3 separate regions of the Gossypium hirsutum genome follow, and regions 1 and 2 are each linked to region 3. The links are chromatin contacts, called in public Hi-C maps. All regions are on one chromosome and are shown on one strand. The core of a region is the stretch at or near the end of the contact, and the rest is flanking DNA. Distances in the headings are between cores, read along the strand shown.

Region 1 (5,090 bases), core at 613-3,112, 660 kb before region 3:
TATTTATATAATAATTAAAATCTAAATCCAAGTTCTCGAACGGAGCATAAAAAAATTAGGATTGATTAAAAAATTAGTATTTTTTATTTATTTAGAATGTATTGTTGCTATTATAATTATTGTAAATTTTGTATTTGAAAATCCGGTATGTTGTATTCTCATGACACTAAAAAGTATTTAAGTGATGTTTATTTTTATGAAAAAAATTACTAGTGATATGTTGACTTCATGAAAAATTTTATATATTGAAGGCTTAAATAAATTTGTTCTAAATGTTTAACATAAATAGAAAAATATTTTTAAAAAATCTACTAAAATTATGCATTAATTTATATAAATTTTTTTATTTGTTTAAAAGTTTTGACCTCCAATCTAAAATTCCTAGTTACTGAAGATAAGGGGAGAGGTAGATGACACACTTGGTCGTATGTTTTTCAAAGAATAATTTAGATAAGATGAAGATGTTGAATAATATAGTTAGTTGGTTGGATGTGTTTTAAAAATAAAAAATAAAAAGAATGGAGGAGGGTCTAATCCCCTAAGTAGCATGCTCAAAACACAGTGCTTGGGGGATCCAGCCCTCCCTGCTATTTTGAGAAATGATATAAAATGGGATATTCGTTAAAAGAAACCCTGAATTTTGAATATTCGTATTGCTAAATAAGGAATGATTCGGGCTTTTTAGAAAATGTTGTAATACTTGCGGTATCTTCTCCATACTTGCTATAAAACAAAATGTGGGATTTTTTTCTCATATTCTTCCATTTTTAATGAGTCGGGCTTTTTAGCAAAATGTTGTAATACTTGCGGTATCTTCTCCTACTTGTTGTAAAACAAAATGTCGGATTTTCTCTCATATTCTTCCATTTTTCTCTTTCACTGTTAGTGAGTAAAAATATCATGAGTGCTGGTTTGCTAGGAATTGAATCCTTTTTTATGTACAACTCAATCATGTCGAATAAATCGTAATAATTAAGGAATATACCTCAAAACTCTAAAAGTCTGTTTAATGAAGGTCAACTTGCCACGTGGTGTTTCTATCTTTGAAATTCTTACGTATAAAATAGAAATTGATAATTAGTATATATTTATATGTAAAGGATTAGCACGAAATAAGGGGTCATTTAGTGAGGTGGCTAAGATAAGAACCACAATCTTCTTCTTATTTTACTTGTTCCCATCCCTTGGTCTACCTTTCTTTCCTTTAAAAAATTTATACCATACTTATCCTACTCTACCACTTTTCCCACTACTACGTGTCGCTCTTTTAACTCCTTTCCATACCACCTTTGCATGACTCATTCCCCAATTGTTTTTATATTCACTCTCCTCACTCCACTATAAAATCAAATTAAATTAATCCATTTATTTAATAAATTAGTATACTATTATAAATAAATAAAAAACATTTTCTTTGCAGTTAAACATTTTAGAGTTTGCGTTAGTTATATAAAAAAAAAGTGATAAATTATTGGATATATACAAAGTGCAAGTATCTCATTGGATAATTATCCCAAAGGAAATACAAGACTTTTCGTTATTTGATTGGGTAAGGTAGAAAGAAGGCAGGCAGGCAGAAGAGCGCGTAATGAAGGAATTGTGTAGATAGAGCGGCACGTGTTGTCCACGTTCTCACCGGTTGTGGCAGTTGATCTTCTTACGATGTTTAAATTCCTTCAAAGTCAAGGCATCACCCAATCACACTCCATTTTCCCGCACAATAATACGACAAGAATACTGCAACCATAAAAGGCGTAGCCCTCTCCTTGCAAACATTTCAAACACCCTTCTTTTCCTATGCCCCTCTTCACCCTTAAACCATCTTTCTTTTCAAATCCCCTTTTTCTTCTTTTTGAATAGAATGGAAACAAAAACCAGCTCTGACCTTCCTCCAGGTTTCAGATTCCACCCTACAGATGAAGAATTGATCACCTTCTACCTTAAAAACCAGGCCAAATCAAAGCCATGCCCTGTTTCAATTATCCCAGAAGTTGATATCTACAAATTTGATCCATGGCAATTGCCTGGTTAGTCTATTTATAAATTTATTTTCCCTTATTTTATTATGCTATGCTGCTGAGTACTGACTATACTGTTTTTATTTTTTATTTTTTATTTCTGCATATGATGTTGAAGATAAAGCAGAGTTTGGTGAAAAGGAATGGTACTTCTTTAGCCCTCGAGATAGGAAGTACCCGAATGGGGTTCGACCGAATAGGGCGACGGTGTCAGGGTATTGGAAGGCTACGGGCACGGACAAAGCCATTTATAGTGGTTCCAAATATGTTGGAGTGAAGAAAGCTCTTGTGTTCTACAAGGGCAAGCCACCAAAGGGACTCAAGACTGACTGGATTATGCATGAATATCGGTTAAATGATTCACGTAAACAAATCACCAAGCAAAATGGATCCATGAGAGTAAGTTTGTCTTCTTTTTGGTCATTAATAATATTTCCAAGTATTGTTGTGATGATAGAAGTAAACTGAGTGGAAACAGGGCTTGTTTTACAATTTCAGCTGGATGATTGGGTCCTCTGCAGAATCTACAAGAAGAAGAACCCAGGGGGAAGAGGTTTGGATCAACAAGTGGAAGAATCAAATGCCCCAATTCACATGACACAGTGTTCCAATGATGCTAGTGAAACCCAACAAATGTTGAAATTCCCAAGGACAAATAGTTCGATTCCTCAACTACTGGAATTGGATTACATGGGTCCAATTTCCCAACTTTTGGGTGAAAATACATACAATTCCAGCTTTGACTATTTCCCTAACACCATAGACAGTAATACCACAGGTGACCATGTTGAGAAACTTCAGCTACAAGAAATACCTTACCAATACACTGATTCAGGGAAGCTTCAAGTGAATGAGAGTGGGTTCTTAAACCAGCAAGTATATATGAATCCCATGCTGTATCAATTTCAGTAATAGATCTCCACTGAACTGTTTTCACCTTGACAAAATTTTGGATTGGTCTATTCACAAGAAAAAAGAAATGTGTGTGTAAAAACTGTTAGCTGATAGATTAGATATTTTAAAATGATGAATTTTGTAATATGATTTGCTTGAAATTTGCAAAAAGACAAAAACGATGATGATCAAATTGAAAGCCAATTCTATTTTTATTAAATGGATATTGATTGATTATGATCAAAACAATAAACAGTCTTACAAATCAGATGATTATGGCTACATGTTTTATTTTTAATACAACCCATTCCTTTAACCTAACTCTGTTCGTACGAATCCCTGGGTTATTTGCTTTCTATTATAGACTGAAATAAGGCTTCACCAACAGAACAAACAAAACAAAAACAAGTGCAATTAAATTAATGTGGAAAGTATTATTATTTGGTACCCGGTTAAAGGAATTACAAATTCCATAATACTTATATAATACTTATTTAATGACAAGAGAATTATGTTGTAGGCATTAGAATCTGAGTTTGATCTAAAGTAACTTCATTCTTCTCCTCTAATTATAAAAAATAAATAAATAAATAAACAAATGGCCATATAAAATAAATAAATCTCATCGTTACTTGAAAATTTTTCTTCAAAGTTAAACATAAAATCTTAAATATATCATATTAATCCCTATTTGAACGTGTAGAATGTTGTTTACTATAATGTTTATCGTTTACAAAAATAGCAAGTTTATTTGGAATGTAAGCATAGATGACGCTAATGATGATGCGAAGAAAGAAGATATTTAATGAGTAACAATTTTGATATTTAATTATTGGTTAGAGATGGATAGGTACAGACCAGAGGAGATGACAAAATATTGGAACAAGATTGGCATGACCGTTGTTAGAAACTATTGGCAGACTTTTGGGATAGCTGGCTTGCTTTGCATCACTTACTTATCCAAAACAAAACAATTAAATGGGGGAGTTGGTGGCTGGGGGTGGTCAAAGATGCGTCTAGAATTGCTCTGTATATAAAAATGCAAGGGCTAAATTTGTCCTTGTGCTGCACTTGATGCTGATATTTGCAATGAATAGGTTATTCAGCCGTCATACTCAAGAATGGAATCTGAGGACTCTGCTTTTAACTAGTTAAGCCTAATCCTCTAAGTGCCTCCTATCATATTTCCTTTTTCCGAGTTTAGAATGAGACTCCAACTTAAGTCTTTCATCAGTATTATCTATTGGTTTCAATTTCGTTACAAGAGATAATTATGGGAGCACTGAAACTTGTGCGATGCCTATGTCAAATATGAAATGGTGTTTGGAAAAAATAAAGCATGTTGAGAGCATATAGTTGGTTCTTATCTCAAAGTGGATATGCCTCCGCCTGGAGTTGAATGAATTATCTATCGAGGGAGCACTCTACCTATAGCTAAGAGTGTTCGAAATGATGATGGTGTTGGATCTTGTGTTTTTACTGTAGTATTTTCATTTTTGTATATTTGTATTTTTCAAATAACTTAATTTAATAAAATATTTATTGATTACATTAGTATCCTTTATATATTATCTTCAACGGTTTTTCTTGCAAAGGGAAATAAAATTAAATATTGGCTTATTAATTATCTAACGTTTAACTAATACTAAGCGATATTATGTGGTTGGGTCGTAATACGAAAAGACAACTTATATTAGTAGATAATATAAATATCTCCTTAGTTTAATCGAAAATGAGCAAACCAATTGAAATACTAATATGTCATCTATCAAGTCCAATTAGAGAGATGCCTTGTCTTGGGTATTGGAGCGGATGATGTTGTATCTGATGCTCTAAGTGTAGTATATTCGTTTCGTATATTTATATTTTTTGAACAAATTGGTTTAATAATAACGCCCATTAATTACATTAATATCCTTTTGTATATTGTCCTCAATGTTTTTACATGCAAAGCAAAATGGAAGTAAATATTAGCTCATTGTTTATGTAATGTTTAACTAATACTGAGTGGTATTATGTAGTTGGATCGTAATATGGAAAGACAACTTGTATTAGTAGATGAATAACTTGATTATTATTCGATAGTAATTGCCTTTCATGAAAGAAGATGTAATGGTTACTATACGATAAAATAAGATCATATTAAGAAAACAAATTTATCCCAAAGAGACTTATGAC
Region 2 (4,489 bases), core at 1,400-3,899, 530 kb before region 3:
CTTGTTTCTTTCAGTTTTTTTTCCTGTTTCGATTGTTCTTGCAAGTTTCTGCAGCATAGCACAACCAGTGACTATTTGATCGGAAAATAAATGTCTCCCTTCCAGGTGTCATGCTAAAAAATAGCCTTTTGGATTATTGTTGGATTTTTTCTCCATGTTCTTTAACAGATAGATTCCACTGCATTCAATTAGTGGTTGGCATGCGAGTTTTATTTGTAGAATAAAGCTCTGTGGGAGTTCATATTATATATTGTTCTATTTGTCTGTGCAAAACATTGTGAACCTTGTTCTCTGTATTTATAAGTTGACAATGTAGCCATCTTAGTTGGCTGCTTTCCGAAGTCAATTTATTTGATTCGTTCTCTTTGCTCTTCACAATGAGAGGTAGCTCTTTTGTACTTTTTTAATAAGATCATATTATACATGCTCTTTTGCAGTGGTCTAGTGGTTTAGTATCCTGTTAATAAAACCATATTGTATATTTGAATAGTTTGGAGATTGTGTTAACTGTATTTGGTGCTTCTTGAAGTAATGTTTGTTGTGTCTTATATGCTTCCTGAATCAAATATGGAGAGAAGGTAGTATATGGAGTTTATATTTTCAAGTATTTTTCACACAATTGATTTATCTGTTCCCTTCATTGAGGGGAAAACATGGAATGAATTGACTTACACCTCACTTCTTCCTCAAACACCTTTGGTACCACTTATTTTCATAAAATGATAAGAATCTTTTCAGATTACAACTTCCAGAGGTCTATGTCACCTTCTTGACAATCAGGTTTTTAGGAATCTTTTTACCCATCATGCAGAAGTTTTAGACAAAATCTTGTTCGTGGTTGCTGCTAGATGCATGATACTGCCTCATTTCCTCTGTGGTGGTTCTTCGCTCTCCCCCTTCTTAGTATTTTTGGTTGTTGAGTCTTGGAGGCAGTTGTATTCAGTAATGGCTGGCTTGCTTTAATGCATTGCTTCTGTATATCTTTGTAGAAAACGAATCTGTATCTATTTTTAACACAAATTTGATTAGTTCATGCCAATGGATTTGTAAAGTTAAATTAGTTATTGGCGTTAGAAATTTACTCTTATGCCTGGAAGGAGATCTGGCTTATAGATCAACTACTGGAGTTAATTATGGAAATTTGTTTGATTTGGTTTCTTATAAAATTGTTACCCTGTTCTATTTATGTTGGAGTAGCTGAAATCTGATGTTGCATTTGTCATTAACAAATAGCAATCCAGAAAGAGAGGAAAGTGATATCATCCCCTCCACTTTTTCCTTAGAATTGCGTACTTCAAACTTTTTAAATTGTATAAATTCATATAAGAAAATTTGTTATGATGTTGTAAAACTATATAACATATGAATTATGATGTAGAATTTTATTTTCATCTAACCTTTTCTTAATATAAGTTAATTATGTTTATGCAGAATATAATTCTCAAGTTATTTTTTGATTTTAGTAAATTCATATAAGAACATTTTATTATTAAATTATATTTAATATTAATTATTTTAAATTGTATAAATTCATATAAGAAAATTTATTATCACGAATTTTATGAAATTATATATTATTATTAAATTATATTTAATAATAATTATTTTAAATTATACAAATTCATATAAGAAAATTTATTAGTTATAATTATTTTAAATTTTATTAAATCATATATTTTAATTAAAATATTTTTAATATTAATTACTTCAAATTATATTTTATAGTATCATATATTATGATTTTAGTAAATTCATATAAGAATGTTGATTATTAAGAATTTTATTAAATTATATATTTTAATTAAAATATTTTTAATATTAATTAATTTAAATTATATTTTATAGTATCATATATTATGATTTTAGTAAATTCATATAAGAATTTTGATTATTAAGAATTTTATTAAATTATATATTTTAATTAAAATATATTTAATAATAATTATGTTAAATTATCTTTTATAGTATCATATATTATGATTTGAGTAAATTCATATAAGAATATTAATTTTTAAGAATTTTACTAAATTATATATTTTAATTATAATATATTTAATAATAATTATGTTAAATTATATTTTATAGTATCATATATTATGATTTGAGTAAATTCATATAAGATATTGATTATTAAGAATTTTATTAAATTATATATTTTAATTATAATATATTTAATAATTATTATGTTTAAATATAATTAAATGCTCTATTATTGATATTAATAATCTTATTAAAATTTAAATAACAATAACAATAATTATTTACCCAAACAAATTTATGCTAAGGGTATTCTAGTCATTTTAGTTTTTTCCATTATGCTATTATACCTCTATTCCATTCAACCAAACATAAGATTACTATTACGCCTCTATTCCATTACATTCAACCAAACAGTTGATTTGCTATTACACTTCTATTTCATTACATCTCTATTTCATTACACCTCTAATCCAATACACCTCTAATCCAATACAGCGAACCAAACGTGCTCTTAGATTTTGATTTTCAAGGCAATTTACTATTCAGAAATCTACAAAACCACGCGGTTTCAACTTTCAACTTTACCCTGCAGCAGCTCCCCATGTGCCTTTGTGTTTTTACCTATGAACTATTTTCTATTTGTGAATAAACAAATAGGGCTTGGTCCCCTTTGGTAGTTAGGTTTAGTTGTAACTTGCAACGGTGCCCATCCCCCAAAATTTCTATAAATCCCCCCTTCACCTTTTCCCCTTTTCCTCACTCAGCTGCCTTGCACTCATCTCCTACCTCTCTTTTTCACTCTTCCAATCTTCTTCCTCTTCATGTAATCTTCTTATCCATCTCATGTTAGTTTTAGTGCTTTTAAGAAGGAAAAAAAAGTGTTACCATTTTGAGTTTTTTTATTGTTTCTTACTCGCAAGTGCTTAAACAAACTTCACTCTGTTGTTTGTTCGCAGGAAAATGGCTTTTGCTAAGGTCTTTCTGTTGGGGTTTCTCGCGATGGTCTCTGGTGTTCAGGGATATAGTGGTGATTGGACTAATGCACATGCAACCTTTTATGGTGGGAGTGATGCTTCAGGAACAATGGGTATGCTTCAAATGAAGCCATCTTTTAGGCACAACGGTTTGGGTTGGATGGCTTATTTCACTAATTCTTAACTTGGGTCTTTTTTAGGTGGGGCTTGTGGTTATGGAAACCTGTATAGCCAGGGTTATGGGACAAATACTGCAGCTTTGAGCACTGCTTTGTTCAACAATGGGCTGAGTTGTGGATCTTGCTATGAGATTAAGTGTATGGATGATGGAAAGTGGTGCCTGCCTGGTTCCTTTGTGGTCACAGCCACCAATTTCTGCCCTCCAAACAATGCTCTCCCTAATAATGCAGGGGGCTGGTGCAACCCTCCTCTGCAACACTTTGACCTTTCTCAGCCTGTTTTCCAGCATATTGCTCAATACAGAGCTGGAATTGTGCCTGTTGCTTACAGAAGGTATGTTTTGCCTTTTGCTGCTTCCCTGTGAAATGGGCTTTCTAAAGAGGCCTATTTATTTCTCTAACCACTCAGTAATTTTCAAATTTAACTTGTCTAGTGTTCCAATTCTTTTAGTAATGTATGAAAAACCTTATTTTAAGGCAGTAAAAAGGTCAATTTATGAGCTTAACTATAAAAGGGTTGGAATTAATTGTTTTGGCTGCATATGAGGCCTGCTTTTCTCCCTATTAGAGTAATATTTAGGGTCAGTTTCTGTTTTGCAAGACAGACAAACGACACTTTTGGTCATTTCCACTGGTAAATACATTGCTTTTACTTTCTTTAATGGGTAGTAACCGCGCAGTAATATCACTTACTTTTATTAACCATTGGGTTTTTTACTTTGTAGGGTACCATGCAGAAGAAAGGGAGGAATCAGGTTCACCATTAATGGCCACTCCTACTTCAACCTAGTTCTTATCACCAACGTTGGCGGTGCTGGTGATGTACATGCGGTGGCCATCAAGGGCTCCAGGACTGGTTGGCAGCCCATGTCTAGGAACTGGGGCCAGAACTGGCAGAGCAACACCTACCTCAACGGACAAAGCCTCTCATTTAAGGTCACAACAAGCGACGGCCGTACTGTGGTTTCCAGCAATGTTGCCCCAGCTGGGTGGTCCTTTGGGCAGACCTTCACTGGCCGCCAATTCCGCTAGAGGAACACATTATTATCTTAGGCTTTTTAAGTTTTAATTAATAATTACTATATAAATATACCAGGCATCCAAAGTAGTATTTAACTAGCTTGACTTTTAGTATAGCTAGCATATTATATATCTATAGGGCCCTGTAGTGGGACTTTCGGGTCACTCAAAAATGTGAAGGGCTTATTTTAAAGTAGCCCATTTATCATTTTGGGTTTTTAGTTTTATTATGGGGTAGGTGTCCTAATTAAGTTACCTTTTTAAAAAAAAAAAAAAAGTATTAAGGGTCACTTTTCCTTCTGTTGTTTGTTAAAACAGGAGGAGATGGCAGAGGTG
Region 3 (4,657 bases), core at 1,323-3,822:
ATTAAATTTTTGGTCTATTTGCATATTTGGATTGTCTAATTTTAAAATTAAATTTAAATAGCTCTTAAAATATATAAAAGTTACAAAAAAAAAACCCTTTCCATTTTTTTATTTTTTAAAAACAATAAATTTGGATAACTATATAAAATTTTTATTTAAATTATCCAATATGTCCCTCAAAAAATTTCCTCAAGTTTTTCTAAAGTTAAACATTTTCAATTTTTAATTCCTCCTCTAGCATAATTGAATTTAGATAAGCTTGAGGAAATTTTTTGAGGGACGTATTGTGTAATTTAAATAAGCATTTTATATAATTTTTTAAGTTTATTGATTTAAAAAAATAATAAAAATAAGAAATGTATATTTTTGTTATTCTAATATCTTTTAAGGGCTATTTAAATTTAATTTAAAAATTGGACAAACATAACATGTAAACAGACTAAAAATTTAATTAAATGTCTTCATACTCTCACGGACTCTTTTTTTAGTGAATCTAAAAAGAATAATTACTTCATCATGTTATTAAATGTTTTGCCTCTATACGTGATCAATTTGTTAGGCGACACTCAAAAAATTATTTTTTTGAGGAGATTTTTAGGGCAGTGTGTATAAAAAAATGACACACCCAATTCTACTGTAAAAATCAATTTATTCTCATAATTAATATTAAAGTTAGAATATTTTTATAATTTTTTAAACTAAGTTCATATTCCTAAAAGCACATGTACCTTCATTTATCAGGAATGCAAGTATTGTTCTATACGTGGGTTTTAGTGATCTTAGAGAAAGTTAGAAACTTGAATCTCATCAGTTTCCATCTTAAAATTTCTTCCCCATTTTCTTTCATCATTCACTTGTGCTTTTTACTGTTCAGCCTTGTAGAAATATCAAAACAAGAATAGGGAAATTTGTTTTTCTAGATACAGGTTCCATAATATTACATGGACAAATAAATTTACTCAACATCATGTATATATGCAAAACCTTTTCAGCCATAACTAGTTGACGGAGCATGTATATTTTTGGGTAATAAAAAGACTGACGGCCATGAATCTTGATATTATGATATGCATAAACAAGTGTTAAGTGTTTGTTCCTAATAAAGAAGGGTAGATGAAAGGGAGAAGAAGAAGAAGAAGAACAGGTGGGGGAGTTGGAGATTAATAAGTCATTAAGATGGGCAATGCTTTGTTTGTACTGTTATAATTAGTTGGGAAAGGAAGAGACATGTATCTGGTAAAAAATTCTTGGTTGGGGGGTATGGTTGTTGGGTCAACTTCAGGTGGTTAACTGAAACCCAGATTTAACCCATTCCTCAAGTTAAATTTACTTTCTTTCCTTCTTCTTCTATTCATTGATGTTTGATAGGGGTAGGTTTTTTTGTAGCTTTAACTTTGGCAGGGGCCGCTTTGTCTCACGCTCTCTCAAAGAAAGGGTGTCTACACCTTACTTACACACACATCACATTATCAGGTCTATCTTGTTGATAAAGAGAGGGACAGACTAAGAATCCTAATGCCTACAAGACAGTGAAAGAGATTAAAAGAAAAAAAGAAAATAAAAAACTTTACTCAACACACGTGTGAGTGATGTTGGATTTATGAAAAAAAAGAAGTCACAAATAGAGTGCAAATTTTAATGGTGCGAATCATTAAACAAATGAAAATAAATTTAAATTATTAAATATGTTAATTCAATACTTGTTATTCACTCAATCAGTAATTCATTAATTTTTTACATTAAAAAAATGAGTTTTTGACCTTATATCTATTAAGTGTAACTATGATAGGAACTTGAATCAAGTTAGGATCTAAATTATCCAATAATTTATTTTTTCCTTTTCACTTTTTTTTTTAGTTTATGATGTGAAAAATTATATAATTTAAGTATGTTATAATAAAATACAAACTTAAAAAAGACTAACTTTGTTGGCTGTCAAAAAATTCAGCCCCTTAAAAAACTACTAACATGGGGCAAAGGCTTATAGATTTTCAAAAATAATTTCAAATGTTAAAAGGTTTTAAAATAAAAACAATATTTATATACAACTTTAAATTTTTATTTAATTTTCAAATAAGAGAAAAAAAAATGATCCCTTACCTAAAACTATTTAACCTATAATTGTATCAAGTTAAAAAATGAATGCTTCATGTTTACTTTTAAGATGAGAGCATGGATTCGCACCACGGCACCAAAACTAGTTAAACTAGGGGGGGAAGGGTCAGTCAGGGTGGTTAACTACTTCAAGCACTCCTTTTTTTAGTCCCTTTCTTAACCCCAGCCGTGTAGGTTTCCCTTACACACATGCCTTAATTGCTGTTTTTCCTGTTTCCATGTTTTAATCTTTTTGGCTTGACTTCACTTTTCCCAGTTCTCTCACTATTTGTCAAACTTGCTTCTCGTTTTCAGTCTATGCAATGCAAGCCATCCCTTCCCCTTTTTAGTATTCCCTTTTGTTTAATATTTATGTGCGCATGAAGATGACTTTGTAACAGTTGTATAACAGCATTTGTCAGATGAGGAAAATGAAGGCATGGGTAACAAGAGTGTGTTTTATATGCACCAGACAACATGAATAGGCTCAGCTGTCACTCTTCAGCTACTCCTTCTTCCTCTTCTTCATCCATGGGGATGGTTTATCCAGACATGGGTTGTCTTTCTCTTGCACCAAACTATGGTATTGTTGTTTCTTCCTCACGGGAAAATGAAAGAGCTTCTTCGGGTTTTCGTTTCATGGAAAACAGCAAAACAAGGAGCTTTGAGGAAAACCACTGCTCTGATGCTGTGGAGGGTAAGGGCTCTGATTACAGTGATGGGTTTGGAGATAATAATATGCCAATTAATCTCAATCCCAACTTAAATGAAGAGAACCCCAATGAGAATGCGGTAAGTGGCAAGGAAACAGACAGTGGACAGTCAAAGCTTTGTGCCAGAGGCCACTGGAGGCCTGCAGAAGATACTAAGCTGAAGGAACTTGTTGCTCTTTACGGCCCTCAGAACTGGAACCTTATTGCAGAGAAGTTGGAAGGAAGATCAGGTAAAATAGTGGCCAAAAACAGTGGAAAAAGAAAAAGTGTGTTATCTATCTTTGTTTCATTAAAACATTCTCTCTTTTAGTGACATTCTTAGTGTTAGAATCAATGTGCTTATAAGCCAAGGTTCATTTGTTCTGATTCTTGTCTCTCGGGTTTGAAGGTAAGAGCTGCAGGCTGAGATGGTTTAATCAGTTGGACCCTAGGATCAATAGAAGAGCTTTTACCGAAGAAGAAGAAGAGAGACTAATGCAAGCTCATAGACTTTACGGTAACAAGTGGGCAATGATAGCGAGGCTGTTCCCTGGAAGAACTGATAATGCAGTGAAGAACCATTGGCATGTGATCATGGCTAGGAAGTATAGAGAACAATCGAGTGCCTACAGGAGGCGGAAGCTGAGTCAATCTGTTTATAGAAAGATGGAAGAAACTCCGAACATTGTCTGCAGAGATGCAGGAACAAAGGCAGAACCAGCCCCCTACTGTCTCAATATTTCGGATAGACGACTAGGCATTATCTCCCACTATCAGTTTGGGATCTTCAACGGTGGTGATGCAGGTGGGGTTAATGGTGGGTCAAATGTTTCACCCCACATGACCAGTGAGAGAGAAGCAATCCTAAGCAGCGAGGCCCCTTATCGTAATGGGTTTTGTGCACAAGCACAACCGCCACCTTTTGATTTCTTCCCTGGTGTGTGATTCTCCTCTTAAGCTTCTTTTATGATACGTTTTGGTGTGTTTTGGTTTCTGTGCTGTTTGTCATTGTTTTCATTTTTGGAAACCTACCTCGAATTTCTTACCACAATTCTTCTGTGATTCACTTTTCTTTCAACAGCTGAACCAAATGTGTCATGATTTTTGTGTTCATTTGTTCTTTTGCTTTATAGACATTGACTGATGTAACTGTTTTCATCTACCTTTTTGCTGCTTTAAATCCAATACAATCTATTCATTACGTTTGGTCTTTGTTAATATGCTGGTTTCTCAACATCTGTAGATCTTAGCAATGACATGATGGGCATGTTCAGCCAGACCAGATTTTGGGATAGGCCCATCGATGAAACCCAAGTCCGTGGCTACTATCCCCAGCGTCAACATCAGCAGCTGCACCCTTCACACATGATGACAATGCAACAGTCAGAGTTCCTCAGCTCCCAAAGTAACACAGATTCCACAGCATCAATAACACCTCAAGTTTCAGCCATTGAACCTTCATCATCCGTGGCAGGAAGCAGTAACTACAGCCACTATGAGACTATTCTACCGCCATTCATTGACTTTCTTGGAGTAGGAGCCACATGAAGTCACCAATAGACAGGTTTTCCACCTTAATGTGGAAGAGCTCCAAAGATAACTGAGAGGACAACGAGGTAAAGAGAGAAGATCTGTTTTCTTCAGATGGGTGACAGTGGATATAATCTCTGTAACAGTGTCATATCCCCCTCCCCCCCAACCATTTTTTTCCGTTGTTAGGTCCTCCCTTCTCATCTCCTGGATCCTGAGACCTTTTCCAAAAATTTAGAAAACAAAGTTTTAAAAAACATATATTGTAGTTAATGTCTCAAATAAGCATGCCGCCTTTTCTATTATTTTCCTTTTATTTATTCTCTTTATGAAGACTAATA

The links. Hi-C and Micro-C count contacts between places; a contact is called where the count stands out from the background.
Region 1: a Hi-C map of leaf shows a contact between it and region 3, with 4 times the contacts expected there. The contact joins the promoter of LOC107887374 here to the promoter of LOC107887423 in region 3. A contact is called at or near these places in 13 of 34 Hi-C or Micro-C datasets (callus, hypocotyl, leaf and 2 more).
Region 2: a contact with region 3 is called in a Hi-C map of hypocotyl, with 5 times the contacts expected there. The contact joins the promoter of LOC107887261 here to the promoter of LOC107887423 in region 3. A contact is called at or near these places in 16 of 34 Hi-C or Micro-C datasets (anther, callus, fibers and 4 more).

Annotation. Positions count from the first base shown.
Region 1 is chrA03:67,147,049-67,152,138 of Gossypium_hirsutum_v2.1, reverse strand. It overlaps LOC107887374 (NAC transcription factor 29-like), which reads left to right and starts at 1,862. Exons shown (of 3, transcript NM_001326739.1): 1 at 1,862-2,027; 2 at 2,137-2,417; 3 at 2,517-2,930. The coding sequence starts at 1,862. The coding sequence ends at 2,930.
Region 2 is chrA03:67,018,566-67,023,054 of Gossypium_hirsutum_v2.1, reverse strand. It overlaps LOC107887261 (expansin-A15), which reads left to right and starts at 2,649. Exons shown (of 4, transcript XM_016811452.2): 1 at 2,649-2,803; 2 at 2,937-3,067; 3 at 3,155-3,467; 4 at 3,859-4,489. The coding sequence starts at 2,802. The coding sequence ends at 4,165.
Region 3 is chrA03:66,487,564-66,492,220 of Gossypium_hirsutum_v2.1, reverse strand. It overlaps LOC107887423, which reads left to right and starts at 2,572. Exons shown (of 3, transcript NM_001326742.1): 1 at 2,572-3,037; 2 at 3,196-3,723; 3 at 4,030-4,334. The coding sequence starts at 2,572. The coding sequence ends at 4,334.